2 separate regions of the Mus musculus genome follow, and region 2 is linked to region 1. The links are chromatin contacts, called in public Hi-C maps. All regions are on one chromosome and are shown on one strand. The core of a region is the stretch at or near the end of the contact, and the rest is flanking DNA. Distances in the headings are between cores, read along the strand shown.

Region 1 (4,623 bases), core at 1,455-3,954:
CTACTTTTTCGTTTGATATAGTACATCAAGCACAGTTAAAGTCTAACAGAACTAACTTACAACAGAAGGTTTGCAGAATAAGGTAGGAGAGATCCTGAGAGAGATGGAAAAATAATCAATTACCTCAACTAACTATTCTGAGAACAGTGGGCTCCGAAGATTGCAGCAGTATAAACTATGCCAATCCTTTCAACTTCCACTTCAATTTGCATGGTAAGAGAGAGATACATTCATAGAATGCTCTTAATTTTTAAGTTTTTCACCAAATGTACTAATCATACTTAGTCCAACAATTTGTGTTTTGCTTAATTCGGAGTTTGGTTGGTAAAGCAATGCAGACAATTGATATAGCATTTTCATAGTGCTCACTGGTGTAAAAGCTCCTCATTGGTACAAGGGATCAATTACACAGCCAGGAATATGGCTTCTGCTGTATCTATTCCTGAAGTAGCAGCATTTATCAAAGTGTGTTCTTTACGGGGTATATACTCATACTCCTTTAGGACAGTCACAGAGCACAGTTACCCTCACAAAGTTTTCTCAAGTTTTACATGAAAACAAAACTGTTAAGTTTTAATGAGCTCAGTGTTTCCCAAGTTCTCTAAACACAGAAAGCTTACCTGACTCACTACTGCTTATGAAAAATCTAAAACACTTAAGCAAAAATAGCCCAGGAAAATCTCAATCAACAAAGATAGTAACAAACACTTATTAAAAGAAGTAATTAGAGACCATTCTGTCCCTCATGTGATTTTCTTGCTCTGAATTCAAAGCACTCACACTACAGTAAGTCTACAATCATACAGGTATACAATCATAATTTATTATTTTCCGCTTGCTTTTTTATTTGTGTCTTATTTTTTGAGCTATATTGTGAGGTTATCTGCTGACTGGTGCAGTTGAGTGGTCACTGAACACAGTAAAGAATAGCTTTACTGGCCTTCCAAACAACTTACTCTAAAGTTTTGTAAACAGAACTTCAAGTTGTTCCATAGGCTAGCAATGTCCACGACCAGACTCTAGCAGTGTCATTACCACCTACCACCAAGTATTTGAAGGTCTGCAACCTTACTTCCATAAGGTGACTGGGTAAGTAAGCCAGGAGAGCCACTAACATAGTCCAGCTGTAAAACTGGAAAGGAAGGGAGCTACCTGATAAAGAGCTGCTGTTTACCAGCATGCTCTTTAAAGAACTTAACACTACCCAAGATAAAAACTGTGAAGGCAATTATCAATAAGTCACAGGCAACAGGAGAATTCATTGGTGCCTTAGAATTTAAGAAAGCTGTTACACTTTCGACTTTTGGAACTCGACATCTAAAGGGGCACTTATGGGCCAGCATACCCAACTGTCTTCCAGGCTAATTCTCTTTCTTCTGGGGTCAGCAGTAAGACCTTGGAGAATAATCTTTAATTCACGACAAGAAAAGGTACAATACCTACTGTGGGAGGACAAGACCGTAACAACAGCTCCCCTCCCAGCTGGAACAGCACTAGCAACTCTTTAAACTTTGTTAAGCATACCTACACTTTAAAATTTTTAAATTTCATAAATTCTCAACTGTTGTGTCACTATCAATGCTTATCAACAACATTATGCTCAAAGATTCCTCACTCGACTTATTAGAACATATAATTATTACAAAATAAATGCTTAAATACATACATGAAATCTGAAATCCCCCCTCAGCATGGAACAAAGATCCTCTGCTACATCAGACATGCAGGGGTGCAAGGTAGCAACCAATCTTGCATAAAATGGTAGCAAATCCAACCTGCAAAAGTTATATGTAATATGTGTAAAAAGAAAGACACACCAGAAATAATTCATTTTAAAACTTTAACTTTCTCAGATTTACTCGCATAGTAAATAATTTCTTAAAAAAAAAAATCAATCACCATTCAGATATGCCAAATTTATTGCCATTATGAAGTTCCTAAAAATTCAGTACGCCTTGTAAAAGTGGACTAATAACCTGGCATTTCCTAGTCTGTATTTCAACTAAGTGTGTAATTTTGATATATGAAATACTATGTGAAGAAAATGCATTCTGACATGACTTAAATTTTTAATTACATAATTGCTCAGTAACAAAATACTTACAAACCTAAAGCCAACCTCAATACTGCAAACCAGAATTCTTTCAAACTGCTGCCTGTATGTACCCAGGGGTAAGGCATTTGTAAATCTCAGTTTCTGAAGTAAGAAAGTAACCAAGAACTAAAAGTACTCATGAGATATTAACATAATGCCAAGAAGTCTGAGCAGACTTTGTTCATCACAAACCCATCCAGACCCTCCTTGCCCACGTGTCAGTGGCAATGTGCTCCACTCATGCTGCTGCCCCTCCCCCGACAGAGACTCTTTCCCGTCAGTGTGGATGCAGCTCCAGAATCCTGCTTACTTACTCTAATACTCCAGGCAGCCACTGCTGATGGGAATCAACACAAACTACAACTTATTTCCATTCCCATCACAGCTCATATCATACACACCTTGAGTATTCATCCATTCCACACACAGGCTGGGGAGGAGGAGCAGTAAAAGGAAACAAAGGCAGCTACACAGGCAACAGCAGGACCAACAGTGCAGAGATGGGAAGTAAACACTACAAACAGCACCAATACAAGCCATGCGTGCTAGCTGGACGCGCATAGAACACAGACAAATAACCCTACAGTTTATAACCATCCCCACATAGAGCCCTGTACCACTCACTAGGGTAGAAAAACAAATGGGTCATTATCACTAAAGGACTTCCTGTCATCACAGGCTGTAAATTAGATTTGGAATTAGAATTACTGACCCTTAGACAAAGGCTGGAGATGTGAGATTATGGGAAGGAAAAGTAAATTTAGGGCTAAAATCTTAAAAACTTCTTTTTTCTTTAACCCCCTATAATTTCTCTCAAAATATTTAAGTTTTAACATTTTGTTTTTAAACAAAACTTTTCCATGCATGATAAGAGTGTCCCTTAACCTCAGAATGTCTACTATTATAAAAAGGGAAGAGGACTGTCTATTCACAAGGTAGAAAAATAAGTTATAAACAAAAACACTATATTCTAAACAAAACCCGAAGGCCAGCGAGATGGCTCAGTGAATTAAAGTAGCTGCTGTCAAGCCAGGAAACCCAAATTCAAACCACGTGACCCACACAGTGGAGGGAAAGGACCAGTTCCCCTACACTGCTCTCTGACATTCATACACACACTGTGGCACATGTAAATACGTGCAATTTAAATTAAAAAAACCTTAATCATTAAAAGAAAGTAACACGGTAGGGCTAGTCCCTATCCTAATATACATACACATATATTATTCAACTTGTTAATAATGACAACCTCTCTATGAGATGGCTACTATAGTCACCATGTCTGAAATAATAAGACAGATTCAAGACTGTGGTAGCTATCTTCTCATATTTAAATAAATTTTAAAAATCATATTTTTAAAAATATTTGAAAGTGTTTTGAACATAAACATTTATCATCAAACTTTAGATATATTTAAAAATAATTTAAAGGTTTATCTGTTGGAAGTTAAGCATACAAAATAGACATGATGAGAGTCATATCATTCCATGATAAAATTACAATACTAAGGTATTCCTTAAGATTTCCTGGGTGTTGCTACTGATGTTAAAAAAAAATCCTGGAGGATTGGATAAATGGCTTTGTGGTTAAGAGTGCTTACTGTTCTTGCAGAGGACCCACATTTGGTCCCCAACACCACACACATACCTGTAACTCCAGATCCAAAGGACTTAATTCCCCTCTGACTTCAAATGGCTCATATACACAAGCAGTACACTCATACACACACACACACACACACACACACACACACACTTTGTATGTCAGATAGTTAACTTTCAACAGAGAAACCTTTAAAATATACTCAAGCATTTTTATCTATCTATCTGAAACAAATACATACTTTTATTAAAACACAACACAACACAATACAACACCCTGGAACAAATGAACTCTTTATTTTCTTATATTAACCAGATAGATTTATACTAGCCTGCATATTATAAATTGTCTCCAAAATAGTAGGTTCTTTGTTTTCCATCCACACTCATTTTAACAGCATGTGGTCTTTTCAATTAATAATCAATTGTTAAGCCAGGTGTGGTCGCGCACACCTTTAATCCCAGCACTTGGGAGGCAGAGGCAGGTGGATTTCTGAGTCAAGGCCAGCCTGGTCTACAAAGTGAGTTCCAGGACAGCCAGGGCTATACAGAGAAACCCTGTCTCGAAAAACCAAAAAAAAAAAAAAAAAAAAAAAAAAAAAAAGAATTGAGGTGGTTCAGTGCTTAAGAGCACTGGTTGCTCTTCTAGAGGACCAGGGTTTGGCCCCCAGTCATTTGGTTCTAGGGAATCCAACACTCACGTCTGACCTTTGAAGGCACCAGACACACATGGTGGAAACACATTCATGGTAGGCAAAAAATTACTCGTACACATAGATAAATCTAAAAAATCCAATGAACTAATTCGAATATGTGACTGTAAACTCATCGTCCATCCTGCTGACTCAAGCACTGGGGCTGCAGAGCAACAAGCCAGGCCTGGTTAAGGCTCTGTAAATCTACTTCTGAGATGATGTCAGGGCTAA
Region 2 (4,626 bases), core at 411-2,910, 160 kb before region 1:
GTAGTCCTTGCACGTGTGTTTGTAGGGCAAAGGATTAAGGAGGTTAGACAACTGCCAGGTTCCTTCATCATATAAAACAGAATTTCTTCTCATCCATTCATACTTCCTTACACACATACAGAGACAGAGACACAGTCAGAGATACAGACACACTGACAGAGACACAGAGAAAGAGAGACTCCCCTATACAATGGATCACACTAATCAGATGTCCAATGGTGCATACAGGATAGATCAGACCATGATTTATAGATCCTGAATGCTACTTGGTTGAATTTTAAAGGAATACTTTGGTCCTCAACTGACTGCCGGGGGGGGGGGGGGGAGTAGGATGGGGGGGGGAGTGGGATGGGGGAGGGGGGAATAAAAACCTCAAAATCAATCTGAACATTTGGAATTTAAGTTCTTGAACAACCCCAGAATATTATGTTGGAAGCTGGGCAAAGTGGCACATACCTTAGATCCCAGCACTCTGGTGGCAGAGGCAAATGGATCTCTGTGAGTTCTAGGTCGGGCTGTTCTATGTGGAGAATTCCAAGACAGACAGGGCTACATAATAGCTCTCTACCTGCTCCAATAGAAAAGAGAATATGGTTTTGAAAAACCAGAAGGAAGGGAAGACATCACTACAATGCTGTGATAGTATATGTGATAGTATATGTGATAGTATACGCTTGGGCTAGGGAGTGACAGTATTATAAGGTGTGGTCTTGTTAAAATAGGTGTGTCACTGTAGGTGTGTGTTTTAAGACCCTTACCCTAGCTGTCTGGAAGCCAGTGTTTTGCTAGCAGCCTTCAGATGAAGGTGTAGAACTCTCAGCTCCTCCTGCACCATGCCTGCCTGGATGCCACCATGTTCCTGCTTTGATGATAACAGACTGAACCTCTGAACCTGTAAGCCAGCCTCAATTAAATGTTGTCCTTTATAAGACTTCTCTTGGTCATGGTGTCTGTTTACAGCAGTAAAAACCCAAAGACAACAACCCTTGGGAACTGATGACAAGACTTGGAAGTTCTGGAGGGAATAGGAAGCATGAACACACCCACTGCGGTTCCAACTTGACCCGGACTGCTTCTCTGTGGGCAGGGAAAGACAGGAGGTGTCTTCTCAGGTGGGTAGCATAAAGCACTTTAAAGAGCTGGGAAGACTTCTTTTCTGCTAGTAATTGTCTGTTAAGAACGTTTGCTTCCCTGAAATTACTTCATTTGAGAAAAATAAATGGCTGTTCCTGAAAAACAAGACCTTGGAGTGCTGTTTGTCATCTTACTCTTGGTTAAAGGTGAATCGGGGTGGGTGGTAATAATCCAAATCAAGAGCCTCTGGACACAGGCACTAGGGCTCAGCCTGTAACTCCGGAGAGTGTGGCTTCAGCAAACCACCTCCTGCTTTGGGAAATCAGTTTCCTGTGTGTAAGATGAGAGAGTGGGGGTGGGATCAGGGATCAGTTTTCCTTTTCCTTTGTTTTGGGGTTTTGTTTTTCTCTTTTGAGACAGAGTATCAGTATGCAGCCTTGGCTGGTCCAGAACTCAGAGGGACCCACTCACCTCTGCTTCCTGAGTGCTGGGATTAAAGGCATGTGCCACCATACCCCACCAGATTGATTTATTCTTATGTGTATGGGTGTTTTGCCTGCATGTGTGTCTGTGCACCACATGTGTGGCTGGAGCTGTAAGAGGCCAGAAGAGGATTCCTGGGGCAGGATTGCAGATGACTGTGAGCCACCTTGTGGGTGTAGGGGATGTTTGAAATTTGATGCTCTGTGGTCCCCTGTTCACCATGTCCTGAAGAGATGACATTTGTGTCCCCACATGCTGGATGGGGGGGGGTCACCCAGAAGTGCCCCCCTTCAGAAGTGTTAAACAGGGTTTCAAAATTATTTAACTTATTTTGGTATAATGTTTTAAAAACCCAAAGGAGGCCGGAAAGATGGCTCAGCAGTTAAGAGCACTGACTGCTCTTCAGGGGACCTGGATTCAACTCCTAGAACCCCCGTGGTGGCTCACAACTGTCTGTGCCTCCACTTCCAGAGCTTCAGTGCTCCCTTCTAGACTCTGTTAGCACCAGGTCTACAAAGTGGTGCACACTGGGAAAACACCTATACACATACAAATTTTTTTTTTAAATAATAATTTTATAGAAAAAGAAAACCCAAAGAGAGTTATGATACTTTACCTAGGGGACGAAGGTACATATTTTATTCAAACAAAACTTCAACTATAATCTCAGCACATTGCCACACCCCTTCGAAGCCTGGGCTAAGGGCTCTTAAGAGCAAACAAACTTTGGACAAGCCATGAGACCACAAAGAGCTTCAATTTCTAGGGCTCATCTCTAATTGTAGGTTTCTCCTCTTTAGGGGATAGAGGGGGAAGGTCTGGATTAAAAACCAGACCTAGAAAATGCCATTACAGAAAATGAGCCCTGTTCATCTCTGAGGAAGGCTAAGCAAGTAAACTTATCTCCTAGCAGACGCTGGGGCCCAAAGGAAAGAATGGCCAATTATAGACATTAATATTTATCATAGTCAGAGAGGGGCAGACTGCAGGAAATGATTAGCAAGATTGCAGTGGCCATTATAACCCAGGACAGGAAGCTGAGCCAGAAGGTTTGTCTCCTTAGTTAACGTGGAGGACATCCCACATCATGCCTCTAAGGGACCTTAATTCCTCATCAGAAAGTCTCCTTGGAGACCATCCCAGGAGGTATCTGCCCCTCTCCCTCTTGGAAAACAGAGAAGGAATTCAGTTATAAGAGCTAAGTGCTGTTTTCCTGGCTCTCAGAGTATTTGTGCTTACTGTTCATTCAGAAATTCAATTAAGCCAGCTTGCAGAGAAACTACCAGGGTCTGGGGTCTGAATGCACTTGACAGGTCCCTGTGCTGAGAACAGAGGTCACATGGTTAGTGTGGCCCTTGGTGTCTCTCAGACTGTTCTGTGGCATTGGAAGATAGATGGGTAGGGTGGCCAAGCACTCGGGGCAGGACTGTCAATCATCTCCTCCTACTACAACTGGTATGCTTATGAGCTCACTAGTTACTTAGTGGGAAGTGACATTTGATGCAAAACGGAAGAGTCTACCTTGTGCAAGAAGGACCCATGCAGTGAACCCATGTGTCCCCGTGTAGGTTTCTAAAGGCAGCAACTGCCGGGCGGTGGTGGCGCACACCTTTAATCCCAGTACTTGGGAGGCAGCAGCAGGCGGATTTCTGAGTTCGAGGCCAGCCTGGTCTACAGAGTGAGTTCCGGGACAGCCAGGGCTACACAGAGAAACCCTGTCTCAAAAAACCAAAATAAATAAATAAATAAATAAAAATAAAGGGAGCAACCTGGAAGTTCAGCGCCAGCTCATCTCCGAGATTTTGTTGTATCTGCTTTCTGTTCCTCGATGGCATAGGTTCCTGATGGAGGGCAGGGGTTCAGCCAGTTGTGGGCACTGCCTTCTGAAGCTGGAGCCACTGCATGCTGGACGTCAGAAGAAAGCTCACTGTGAGTTCATGACCTTTCTTCATGCAGCTGCTGCTTTCTTTTCCACCAGTTACTGATAGGAAAATCAATACTAAAACAGCTTGGGGTACTCTACACACTGACCAGTTTCTGATGTCTCTACTCCCTGTCTGAAACTGCTGTCTTCAAGCGCTCTTAAAGAGAGAGCCCAGAAGCAGCCATGATTCTCCGTGCCTAGCTTTCTTTTCACTATCCCACCCGCATACCCTATCCTGGGTCACTTTTTCTGTCCTAACGTCCTCAAAGATTCCTTCTGTCCACTTTACTCTCTATGCGCAACAATTCTAACACTCCCTGTTTAAAATTCTCCAACATTCCCCATCACTCACTGCCTGTAATCCACAGTTCCTGCCATTCATAGGATAACGCCCTGTTCTTAGGCACCTCTCTGAACCCCTTTTCCTTACTTCCTGCTTCCGTGGGAGAGGGCTGTTCATATGTAGCTCAGACTGACATCAAAGTACTCCCTTAGCATCCCTGATCCTCCTGCCTCCACCTTCTGAGTTCTGGGATTATTGGTATGTGCCACCAAGCCTACTTTTTCCACAATGCTGGTGACTGAGCCCATAGCTTTGTGCAAGCAAGGCAAGCAATTCCAAGCAAGCACTTCCAGGTGAGCTATATTCCTAGCCCTTCATGCTGTTCATTGAGGACACCAACTTGCTCTCACCACATTGTCTTTGCATACACGGGTCCCCGTCTCTGGAGAGCTCTCACAGACCCCCTTGTATCTGCCAGCCCCCTTCCCTGGTATACTGCTCAAATTCTACCTCCTTAGAAAGGCCTTCCCAGTCATGCTGTCTAAAATAACAGATCCTCATGCATGTCTTTCAATCTTTGTACTTTTCCTCATAACATGAATCCAGTCTTGGTTGACTTTATTTGGAATGACAGTCTTCAAACTGGCCCTTAAGCTAAAATGAGATCATTAGAGTGGGCCCTAATCCTTCAGGACCAGTGGCCTTGTAAGTACAATGGAAAGAAAGGCACATGAAGAGGAGGAAGAAGTTGGATGTGCACAAGCCAAGGAGGAAGTCCTCAGCAGAAACCAACCGCGCTAATAGCTTGATCTTAGATATCCCGCTTCCAGAACTGTAGACAATAAACCTGCTGTTGAAGGCA

Evidence for each region. Hi-C and Micro-C count contacts between places; a contact is called where the count stands out from the background.
Region 2: a Hi-C map of the N1E-115 cell line shows a contact between it and region 1, with 10 times the contacts expected there. The contact joins two enhancer-like sites. A contact is called at or near these places in 5 of 39 promoter capture datasets (the 3T3-L1 cell line, the C10 cell line, embryonic stem cells and 2 more), 11 of 15 datasets of contacts at CTCF or cohesin (CD8 T cells, the G1E-ER4 cell line, the NIH/3T3 cell line and 6 more), 230 of 484 Hi-C or Micro-C datasets (3T3-L1-derived adipocytes, the 4T1 cell line, the 63-12 cell line and 114 more), 39 of 115 datasets of contacts at active chromatin or transcription factors (the HPC-7 cell line, PVALB interneurons, Th17 cells and 26 more) and 4 of 9 other capture datasets (adipose tissue, embryonic stem cells, embryonic tail and 1 more).

The regions. Positions count from the first base shown.
Region 1 is chr2:6,000,697-6,005,319 of GRCm38.p6, reverse strand. Upf2 (UPF2 regulator of nonsense transcripts homolog (yeast)) reads right to left here. Exons shown (of 22, transcript NM_001081132.1): 9 at 1,667-1,775. Among named protein-coding and RNA genes, the nearest start is that of Upf2, 52 kb to the right of the region's middle. Within about 2 kb of position 2,704, at least 7 of the 459 cell types and tissues checked have an H3K27ac peak or open chromatin away from gene starts, as enhancers often do. A contact at or near this core is called in the N1E-115 cell line, where this site is marked.
Region 2 is chr2:6,157,850-6,162,475 of GRCm38.p6, reverse strand. No RefSeq gene overlaps it. Among named protein-coding and RNA genes, the nearest start is that of Gm10857, 27 kb to the right of the region's middle. Within about 2 kb of position 1,660, at least 37 of the 459 cell types and tissues checked have an H3K27ac peak or open chromatin away from gene starts, as enhancers often do. A contact at or near this core is called in the N1E-115 cell line, where this site is marked.